2 separate regions of the Mus musculus genome follow, and region 2 is linked to region 1. The links are chromatin contacts, called in public promoter capture Hi-C maps. All regions are on one chromosome and are shown on one strand. Each heading gives the region's core, a stretch centred on a gene start, on an enhancer-like site or on the middle of the called end of the contact. The rest is flanking DNA. Distances are from core to core; before and after follow the strand shown.

Evidence for each region. Promoter capture Hi-C pulls out the DNA fragments that hold promoters and counts their contacts.
Region 2: a contact with region 1 is called in a promoter capture Hi-C map of erythroid cells, with 5 times the contacts expected there. The contact joins the enhancer-like site here to the promoter of Clcn7 in region 1. A contact is called at or near these places in 2 of 39 promoter capture datasets (embryonic stem cells and erythroid cells), 1 of 484 Hi-C or Micro-C datasets (embryonic stem cells), 4 of 115 datasets of contacts at active chromatin or transcription factors (differentiating embryonic stem cells and embryonic stem cells) and 2 of 9 other capture datasets (adipose tissue and liver).

What each region holds. Positions count from the first base shown.
Region 1 is chr17:25,130,379-25,135,205 of GRCm38.p6, reverse strand. Clcn7 (chloride channel, voltage-sensitive 7) reads right to left here and starts at 1,815. Exons shown (of 25, transcript NM_011930.4): 1 at 1,592-1,815. The coding sequence starts at 1,729.
Region 2 is chr17:24,899,199-24,904,616 of GRCm38.p6, reverse strand. Mapk8ip3 (mitogen-activated protein kinase 8 interacting protein 3) reads left to right here. Exons shown (of 33, transcript NM_001163449.1): 18 at 566-692; 19 at 1,233-1,328; 20 at 1,455-1,613; 21 at 2,174-2,339; 22 at 2,830-3,012; 23 at 3,088-3,277; 24 at 3,392-3,511; 25 at 3,598-3,678; 26 at 3,762-3,829; 27 at 3,971-4,119; 28 at 4,284-4,455; 29 at 4,668-4,781; 30 at 4,904-4,942; 31 at 5,042-5,221; 1 more. Among named protein-coding and RNA genes, the nearest start is that of Nme3, 5.4 kb to the right of the region's middle. Within about 2 kb of position 1,751, at least 16 of the 459 cell types and tissues checked have an H3K27ac peak or open chromatin away from gene starts, as enhancers often do. A contact at or near this core is called in erythroid cells, where this site is marked.

The DNA.
Region 1 (4,827 bases), core at 566-3,065:
TACACAGAGAAACCCTGTCTAAAAAAAAAAAAAAAAAAAAAAAAGCTATAGTGGTATTTAGGGGGAAAGATCAACTCTTTCTTTACTCTGTCTATTTGCAAAGAAAAGCAAAAATAAATAAAAACAAAACAACCCACATGTATTCAGCCCAAACTCAACTCTGTCAGTTTCCAAATTCTTCCCTCTCTTAAAAACCAGTTGCCAACATAAAGTTACTTTCTTTTTGGAGAGAGACACGTGTGTGTGTGTGTGTGTGTGTGTGTGTGTGTGTGTGTGTGTGTGGTGGAGGCCTCTCTAGTGGAGGCCAGGAGAGGAAAAGGTGGTCAGATCACCTGAAACTACAGTTATAAGTGGTTGAGCCACTGGACCTGGGTGCTAGGACCTGAACTTGAGTCTTCTCCAAGAGCAGCAATAGCCCCCTTCCCCAAAGGTTACTTTCTTTACAACAGGGATAACAAATCACACCACCCAGAAACACCCTAGGGAGGCAGACACAGCTCTACCACCTTACTTATTTCTGATCACTACTGCAGACCGGAGTCACAAGCACACGTCCTTCAAAAGGGCCTGAGCTGCTTCCCAGCAACAAGGAGCTGACTTTGACTTTCACTGTCCACTGCACCTTCAAGGGTCTAGCAAAGAAAGCCTAAATGTAAGTTTTGATGCGGTAGCCCTATCTTGTGCTCTTCTTAGCCTTTAAAACAGCAGGAGTGTTTGTTAAGACACCTCTAACATCAGGAGGAGGAAGGGTAAAGGACAGTTATAAAACAGACTAACATCAAGGAATTGATATAAGTAACTGACTCAAAATTAACACGATGCACACAGGCAAAAGAAGCAAAAGCACACAAGTAAACAAGCCTGTCCCGGTCTTAAACGCTAGGCATTTGAAGGCACAAACTGTTCGCAGTGCTGAGCACACTCTGGCCTCTGACTTGTTGCTTATCATGTCTGGCTGCACATTCCAAGTTCAACTAGGTAGTAAGAGAAAATGAGTGGGGATGCTTGACACTGCAATTGTGTCCCAAACGTCTGGAATTACTCCTGTGAGAAAGGAGACAGGCACTTTCACCGAAAGCACAATTCTGCCATTTAAATTGAAAACTACCAAGCGTGTAGTCCAGGCCTTCCAAGTTCTTGGGAAAATGAGACAGGATTATGAATTCATTGGTGGTCTCACTGTGAGACCTTATCTTGAAACGTCAAGGGCTATGGGTGCAGAGCTGAGGTCGTTATGATTGCCTTGTATGTGTAAACCCTGGCTTGACCCTCACCACGAAAAGTAAAATTAAAAAACAAAAGCAACGTTAAAGTCTTGGGATCTCTTGCTGAAAAGTCAGCGACAACGGTTCCTGGAGGAGAGGGTATCATTTTCTCTGATGGTGTAGCCACTGAGGAACGAGATGGGAAGAAGGGGTTCAAAGAGAAAGAAAGAAGAGGTTTATGAGTGCGAGGCTATCAAAAATAAAAGTCTTCCAGGATTCAAAAAAATAACAGAGGAGAGCACCGTGGCCTCCCTCTGGGCCCCGCCAGCACACTGAGGACCGGCGCAGCGATCCCGGCGGCTGCATCTCCGGCCCGCGGGCCTCACCTGGCGCGCGCCCGGCCCAGCTCCGTTCAGCAGCGGCGTCTCCTCGTCAGGCTGCCCTGTCCTTCGAAGCAGTGGCGCCCCCTCCTCATCATCGCGATCTCGGCCGGACCAAGACACTTTCTTAGAGACGTTGGCCATGGCCCACTGAGGACCAAACTCAACAAGAACAGCCGGCAGACCGGCAGCATTCCCGTGACCCGCGCCCAGGTCTCACGTGATCTATCATCGGTGCCCACGTGACTGACGACGGAGGCCGGCAAGATCCGGGAGCGCGGAGTCTCCTGGGAATTGTGGTTCACTGGTCGTTGCAGCCCAGGGTAGAAACCTAGAACTCAAAATCCCTAGCAATTAGTGTCTTCACTGAAGGCAGTGACCCAAACTCCAGAGAAGAACCAGCCCGAGATGCACGCCTAGTCCTCCAAGAGATGATATGGAAAAAAAAAAAATAAACTACCTGTAAAAGTTCTGGAATCGTCCCTCTCAACTAAGTTGGCTTCATGTGTTTCCTGTGCTCAAAGGGCAGCCAAACTGCTGCAATTCCGGGAAAGGGATTGAGACCCTGATGCCACACCACTTCCAGTAGGATCTGTATGACAAGTTCCACAAACTGAGGCTATTGACCTCAAAAGGGGTAGGCCTCCTGGAACCGGTGTGGAACTCTTCGCCGGAGAAAAAAATATTGAGTGGTAGTTCTTATGGCAATGTTTTGTTTTCTCTTATTCCTTTTCTTATTTACATGTTCCTGGTAGCCTAGGCCAAGATCTTAAGCAAGAATAATGGGTAAGAAACCAACCCTAGAGATGGGGGCCACTAACATGACCTTATCCCCCGGGAAAACAATGCCTTACTTTCTAAATCATTTACAAAACTATTACGATAGATAAAAACTTTCCCAACAATAAAATTTCATATGGCTGCACGTGTGTCATCGGAGGTGGATTTTGGTGTATGGTAAAGAAAGCCTTAATTAGAAAGAATTAAAATAGTTTGAATTTACATATTGAAGATTTGTTAAAAAAGAAAAAGAAAAAACCCAGATACTAGATGTTAAATAGTAATTGACCATGGGGCTAGAGAGTTAGTTCAGTGGTTAAGAGCACTGACCATTAAAGATTTATTAACCTGCTCCTAGAAATAAGCCACTAGACTTGGACAACAGCCCCCACTGAATACATCCTTTTAGAATTGTTATATTTTGATGATTTATATTAATAATGATGTTACCTGTACTGTTTGTGATTCACTGAATGCATAGTTTCAGAGTTGTAATGCTTGGATGATTTTTGTGCTTTACTGTGCCAAATGATTTTTGTTGGTATTTGTGATTGTTTCACTGGATATAGTTTCTAAGAGATGTAATGTTTGGTTTTTTAATGTATAAAATCCCCTGCTTGAGAGCTGCAAAATGCACTCAGATTCAAACTGCCTCTGTGTTTGTTTCTGTTTGTCACCACCGAATCCTTACCCACCTAGCTTTGAGGACCCTCATTCCAGAGACCCCCATAACCGACTTGGGTGGACCGTGGCACCCTGAAGTGCCAAATTAGGAAAGACTGGGGTTCCTCCGAGGAGGAGACTAGGACAGCACATGGGCGTGGCATTAACTAGCCGCAGGTTGCTTTAGGCAATAGTATTTTAGGAAGATTAAGTTTGCCTTAGTATCGGTGTTACATCAACAAAGTTGTTCTTAGATGTATCCTGAATTATGTAGGGGCAAGGATTGGGATTTGATACTACAACTTCAGGGACCCGAGAGTGACTGTAATCATGGGTGGCACTCTACAGAGAAAGAACGATGTTACAAAGTTTACTTCTGAGCAGTGTCATGGCAGTTGCATTACAGAGGATGGTAGAAGGAAGCAAGGAAGAAAGTGTCCACTTAATGAAGGAAATAGGTATATAATGTGAAAGCTACATTTAACAGAGAAATATCAGAGAGGGCTGGGGTTAATATGTACGACATAGAAAGATTCTATAAAAATAGTTAAAATACAATTCAGGACATCAGTGGTGACAAAGATCATATGTAAGAGAGTTAACAAGGGTTCTAGGATATATATGTACATTCATCTATATATGTGTACATATATATATCCTAGATTTTATATATATATATATGCATATACATGTATATAATATTACCTTGAAACTTTTTTATTTGAAAATTTTCAAATCAGAAAGTTTTAAGTTCATCTTAACCTCTAAGGGTGAGAGGATTATAGGAAATGTCCTTCCTTTCATACAATTCAAAGTAAAACCAAAACTAAACACAGAATAAGAGGAAGAAAGTTAAATGGTGTTCTGAATTTTCCCATGATTATCCTGTGACTCTCTCTCTGTGTGTGTGTGTGTGTGTGTGTGTGTGTGTGTGTGTGCTGTTTCCTCTTTGACACACCTTAGTTTTGTCATTTTACAAGACAGTGATAAGGATGTCATGAACCTCTTTTGTATTGCTGGGCTTTGAGGTTGGGAAATGAAGCTGGCTTGTCCAACTAAGGTCATTAGTATTCCATGGGGCTTGAACTTAGATCCCTTCAAAACTTTGATCAGAAACTGGGCAGTGGTGGTACATGTCTTTAGTCCCAGCACTTGGGAGGCAGAGGCAGGTGGATTTCTGAGTTCAAGGCCAGTCTGGTCTACAAAGTGAGTTCCAGAACAGCCAGGGCTACACAGAGAAACCCTGTCTCACACCCCCCCCACACACACATACAAACTTTGATCACAATTTCTTTAAGACTAGGACATTTAAGTTGTCAGTTGAGCTAAATGCACAGGCTTGGGCCTTTCTGGATGATAGAGTTTGGGGGGAAAAAGGATTGGCAGAAGAATAAGCAGAGTAGAGATGTGGCATAGCAGGATATGTAGGAGGAGTTATAATGGAGAGAGTCATCCTAGGGTCATGCCTGGGGGCATAGATCTCTCCATAACCCTTGCTGACAAAGTGGTACAATTCCCACAGCTCCCAAAAGACCAGGGCCTTCAACTTATTGTTCTCTTTTTATTGACTTTTGTCTATTAGGGATTAAACTCGGGGTCTTACACATGTCAGCCAAATGCTCTATTGTTGAACCTTGTAAGTCTTTGTAAGAAGAGAAATGAACAGGGGTGGACAAGAAATGGACAGGGGTGGACAAATTGGTTATGGGAGGACCATTGGCTTCTTGTTAGTACTGATTCCTTGAAGGGCCAGGATTGTAACAATGTAATAGATGTGGTTAAAGAAGGAATCTAGGGGA
Region 2 (5,418 bases), core at 502-3,001, 230 kb after region 1:
CTATCCACTCTATGCTTGAAGTTGGAGAGCAGACTTTTAATATTCTGTACTGTGGGACAGAAGTTATCAAGAGCAGGAAAGATGACACCTTCTCTCTATGTCCACTACCCCCAGCAAAAACTAGTCCTCAGGTTCTGTCTGAATGACTTTTAGCAGGGACTGCAGTTCCAAGAAACCATTCTCTTAGACTTTGAAGACTGTGCTGGGTCCCATCATACTCTTCCCTCCTGTGTCTGACCTTAACGTCTGAGCACTGCCCCAAACACTTAGTTAAGCTTCTTGGGGCCACTTTTGTGAGAAACTACTGGTAAACTCACCTAGGTTACACAGTTGCTGACCAGCAACAGAGCAGGCCCCAGAACAGCTGGAAATGACCTCTTAAGCACAGGATCACACCCCAGACATAATTGGGAAAAGCCACCTTCTGTCAAATACTACCCCTGTCCCAGAAAAGGCAAGGGTAGAATCAGGCAGGCTCTGAGGAAGACCAGTGAGAGTCTGGGTGCTCCAGCCTCACCCCGACAGCTCACCTTGAACAGATGTAACCTGTCATTTTTTCACCCAGTGACTGCACCTCTTCTGCCCGGCGGGAGCAGAAGCGGGAGCAGTACCGCCAGGTTCGTGAACACGTGCGCAATGATGACGGGAGGCTGCAGGCCTGTGGGTGGAGCCTGCCTGCCAAGTACAAGCAGGTACTTGAGACAGGGGGTGGTTTCTGGGTATGGAGAGGATGTGAGAAGGACACAGTGGTAGTGCAGAGCCAGGAGGCACCCATTTCCTAGCTGGTGTTGGTGGATCTGTGACTCTGAGGGTTTTCTAGTTTGCTTTCTGTTGCTCTGATAAAACCCTGAGCAGACCAGCCTGGGTGAAGAATGGGATTATTTGACTTAACTTCCACCATCAAGGGAAACTGAAGCAGAAATCACTGAGGAATAGTATTTACTGGCTTGTTTTTCATTGCATATGCAACTTGCTTTCTTACACATCCCAAGATCACCTCCCACACACATGCCTATGGACCAGTCTGATGGAGGCAGTTCCTCAGTTGACATTCCCTCTTCCCAGGGGGTTCTAGCTTATGTCAGGTTGGCAAAAACTAACCAGCACAGAGGGCCAGCAGAGCCAGACCCAGTGCACTGTGTACCAGAAGCCCGCAGGCAACTAATTGAGATTTCTGAAGGCTAAAGTGTCTTCCTTGGCCTCATACCACAGAACTTCCCACTCTGTTGCAGCTGAGCCCCAATGGAGGCCAGGAAGACACCCGGATGAAAAATGTGCCTGTCCCTGTGTACTGCCGCCCTCTGGTGGAGAAGGACCCTTCGACAAAGGTGAGCACCAAGGACCCTGATCAGAGGCCTCCAAGGAAACCCTGGACAAAGGGTAGTCTTTACTGTAGCCCCTGGGAGGCCCCAGAGAAGCTGATGCACTGAGACCTCACAGCCTTGTCCCCGCAGCTGTGGTGTGCTGCTGGTGTCAACCTGAGTGGGTGGAAGCCACATGAAGAGGACTCTAGCAATGGACCCAAGCCTGTACCAGGTCGAGACCCTCTGACCTGTGACCGGGAAGGAGAAGGCGAACCCAAGAGCACACACCCATCACCTGAGAAGAAGAAGGTCAGTATGTTGATCAAGAATGTGGTTTTATCCTACATAAAGTCTCTAGATAGTTTCCTGCAGGTTCTGCAGTTAAGTGACCACACCCTGGTGACAGTGCATCTCTTTTCCCCTATCAGTCTGAGACAGGAGCAGGTGCTGCAGCATCTAAGATACCACTGCTGCCTCTCTATAGTCCAGGTTTCCTCCTGGCCTGTGGAGCGATGGGACTGTCTACTGCCCTTGGTAACAGAGGGCTTGGGAGAACCAGGCATACCTTTTATCATGTAGTAAATTAGGGAGCAGGAGGACTGCTCATAGGAGAGGCCCAGTGATTTGCAATGAATCCCAGAGCACGGTCACAGCTTGATTTACAGGCCATGAGAGTTGCCTCTCCAAGTTTGTGGTTTCCTCTTAGAAATGAACTATCATGATATGGATCTGCGGGCTATAGGGGAGGATAACTATCCATTGATGCCATATTCAAAGCTAGATCTTAGGAAGTTCTGAGACTCCCTGATTCATGTCAATACCAAGTTCAGGCACTGGCTTTGATTTCCCCCTGATATGCTCTGAAACAGGCAAAGGAAACCCCTGAGGCAGATGCTACCTCCAGTCGGGTATGGATCCTCACCAGCACCCTGACAACCAGCAAGGTGGTGATCATTGATGCCAACCAGCCAGGCACAATTGTGGATCAGTTCACAGTCTGCAATGCCCACGTCCTGTGTATCTCCAGCATTCCTGGTGAGCCGGGGCTCCCACTGCCAGGTGCTGTCCAACAGCAGGCACTGCTGCTTGTGGACTGCCCTGCAAAGCTGGTGCTCGAGGCGGGTAGCTCTTCCTTTTCAGCCAGGTAGGACTGACATGTGCAATAAGTAGGGATTGGAGACCTGCTAGGAATGCAAGTCCAGGAGGAAGCTCTTCAGGGTACAGGCAAAGGCCCTGGCTTCACCCCTCAGCAGCAGCCTCATGACCTTTTAGCCCAGCCCCAGGGTAGCGCTAAGAGCCCTACATGTCTCTGCTTTGAAGCCTATTTGCTGGGTGGCCTCTACTCCTTGGAGCTCTTCAGGACCTTTCGTGTGATAGAGCAGAGCATTACTTCTTAGCTTCGTTTTGGCCTATAAGCTTGACCCTAGGCCTGAGCGTCGCAGGCATGGTTGCGTGTGACCTCCCTGCCTTCACTGAGATGGAGCTTTGTGGTGTTGGACTGATGGACTGGAAATTTTTCCCGCAGCGGCCAGTGACAGTGACTATCCCCCTGGGGAGATGTTCCTAGACAGTGATGTGAACCCTGAAGATTCAGGTGCTGATGGTGTGCTGGCTGGCATCACCCTGGTGGGGTGTGCTACCCGCTGCAATGTTCCACGTAGCAACTGTTCCTCACGAGGAGACACCCCAGTACTGGACAAGGGGCAGGGTGAGTCCTGGATCATCATCTCCCTACTCCACACTCCTCTTCCTCCACTTACCAGGCTTACCCCTCTCTCCACAGGGGATGTGGCGACCACTGCCAATGGGAAGGTCAACCCGTCCCAATCCACAGAAGAAGCCACAGAAGCCACGGAGGTGCCAGACCCTGGTCCCAGCGAGTCAGAAGCAACGACAGTCCGGCCCGGGCCTCTCACAGAGCATGTCTTTACTGACCCAGCACCCACCCCATCCTCCAGCACCCAGCCTGCCAGGTAGGCTCTCCTAGGTTGGGTCAGTTGAGTGAAGAGAAGGATGGCGAGGTGAACAGGGATCAGCATATGCTTCCAGGACTTACTCTGCAGCTACAGCTACCATTCTTCTTGCAGTGAGAATGGGTCAGAGTCCAATGGCACCATTGTACAGCCTCAGGTGGAGCCCAGTGGGGAACTCTCAACAACAACCAGTAGCGCTGCACCCACTATGTGGCTAGGAGCCCAGAATGGCTGGTAGGTAAAGCCAAAGACACAAGACATGGGATGTGCTGGGAGGGCTCACTGAACCATGTAAGCTCAGCCCACCTGCCCTCTTGCAGGCTCTATGTGCATTCAGCGGTAGCCAACTGGAAGAAGTGTCTGCACTCCATCAAGCTAAAAGACTCTGTGCTGAGCCTGGTGTATGTGTTTCCCACTGAGGGGTGGGGTTAGGGACCCAAGGGCCCAGCAACCCCATCCTGCCTCACTGACTTAACCATTCCAGGCATGTCAAAGGCCGAGTGCTGGTAGCTCTTGCAGATGGGACCCTGGCTATCTTCCATCGTGGAGAGGGTAAGACCTAGTGGCCCTTGCAGAGACAGGTCTAGGGGCTCTTGGGTCCATCCTGAGCCTAGCAATGGGTCCTCCACACCAACCCTGTGAACAGAGATAGATCCTAGCCAGACCTGAACAGGTGTCCTGGACTCTTTCTAGATGGCCAGTGGGACCTGAGCAACTACCACCTAATGGACCTGGGCCACCCACACCACTCCATCCGCTGCATGGCTGTTGTGAATGACCGAGTTTGGTGTGGCTACAAGAACAAGGTGCATGTTATCCAGCCCAAGACAATGCAGATTGAGGCAAGTGCTAGCCAATAACCTCCAGAGTAGGGTGGGGCTTTTGCTAGATTAGAGATTGGGACAGGCTGTGTGTCATTAAGGTGAAACCTGCATCAAATCACAGCAAGCACATGTCCCTTACTTTTTCATTACCCATCCGTTGACTGGCTGCCCTTACCTCACAGAAATCATTTGATGCCCACCCAAGGCGGGAAAGCCAGGTACGTCAGCTGGCCTGGATCGGTGATGGAGTGTGGGTCTCTATTCGCTTGGATTCTACCCTTCGGCTCTACCATGCTCACACCCACCAGCACCTGCAGGATGTGGACATTGAGCCCTATGTTAGCAAGATGCTAGGTGAGTTGGGCATGGAGCCACATGCCTGTGCTCTCAGCACTTGGGAGGTGGAAGCAGGAGGCTCATCTTTAGCTCCATAAAGGGTTTGAGTCAATCCTTGGCTATATGAGAGCTTATCTCAATATAAATTAAATAAAGATGTAATGTTAGGGGATGTGCCAAGCAAAAGCACCCATTACTGACTGCACTGACCCTCTTCCTGTCCCACTCAGGAACCGGCAAGCTGGGCTTCTCCTTCGTGCGCATCACAGCCTTACTCATTGCAGGCAACCGTCTGTGGGTGGGCACTGGCAATGGGGTTGTCATCTCCATCCCCTTGACTGAGAGTAAGTTTCCAACCCTAGATGGCACCTCTCAAGAAAGCAGCAGCTGTGCTAGACTCCCCGAGTAAGTGTACTGGGGAGCCGCCTGTCTGGGCAAGCTCACCCTTCCTTTTTTTCTTATTCAGCTGTGGTCCTGCATCGAGGCCAGCTCCTAGGGCTCCGAGGTAAGTGCTGGGTACTTGCCCACTGGTGCCCCCAGTAATCACCATCTCCAGCTGCCTGCTGAAAATAACGTGGCCCAATCTTCCTGTCTGTTTTCCCAGCCAACAAGACATCCCCAACATCTGGGGAGGGGACCCGCCCAGGGGGCATCATCCATGTGTATGGGGACGACAGCAGTGACAAGGCCGCCAGTAGTTTCATCCCCTACTGCTCCATGGCACAGGCTCAGCTTTGCTTCCATGGGCACCGTGATGCTGTCAAATTCTTTGTCTCTGTGCCAGGTACACAGCTGATCTTAACCCACTTTGCCCACTGTGCTACTGTGGCATAGCTATGACCTTTTCAGGATGCCACAGTCCTGAGATTCCTCTGCCCATAACAGGAAATGTGCTGGCCACTCTCAATGGCAGTGTGCTAGACAGCCCATCAGAGGGCCCTGGGCCTGCTGCACCCGCTGCAGATGCTGAGGGCCAGAAGT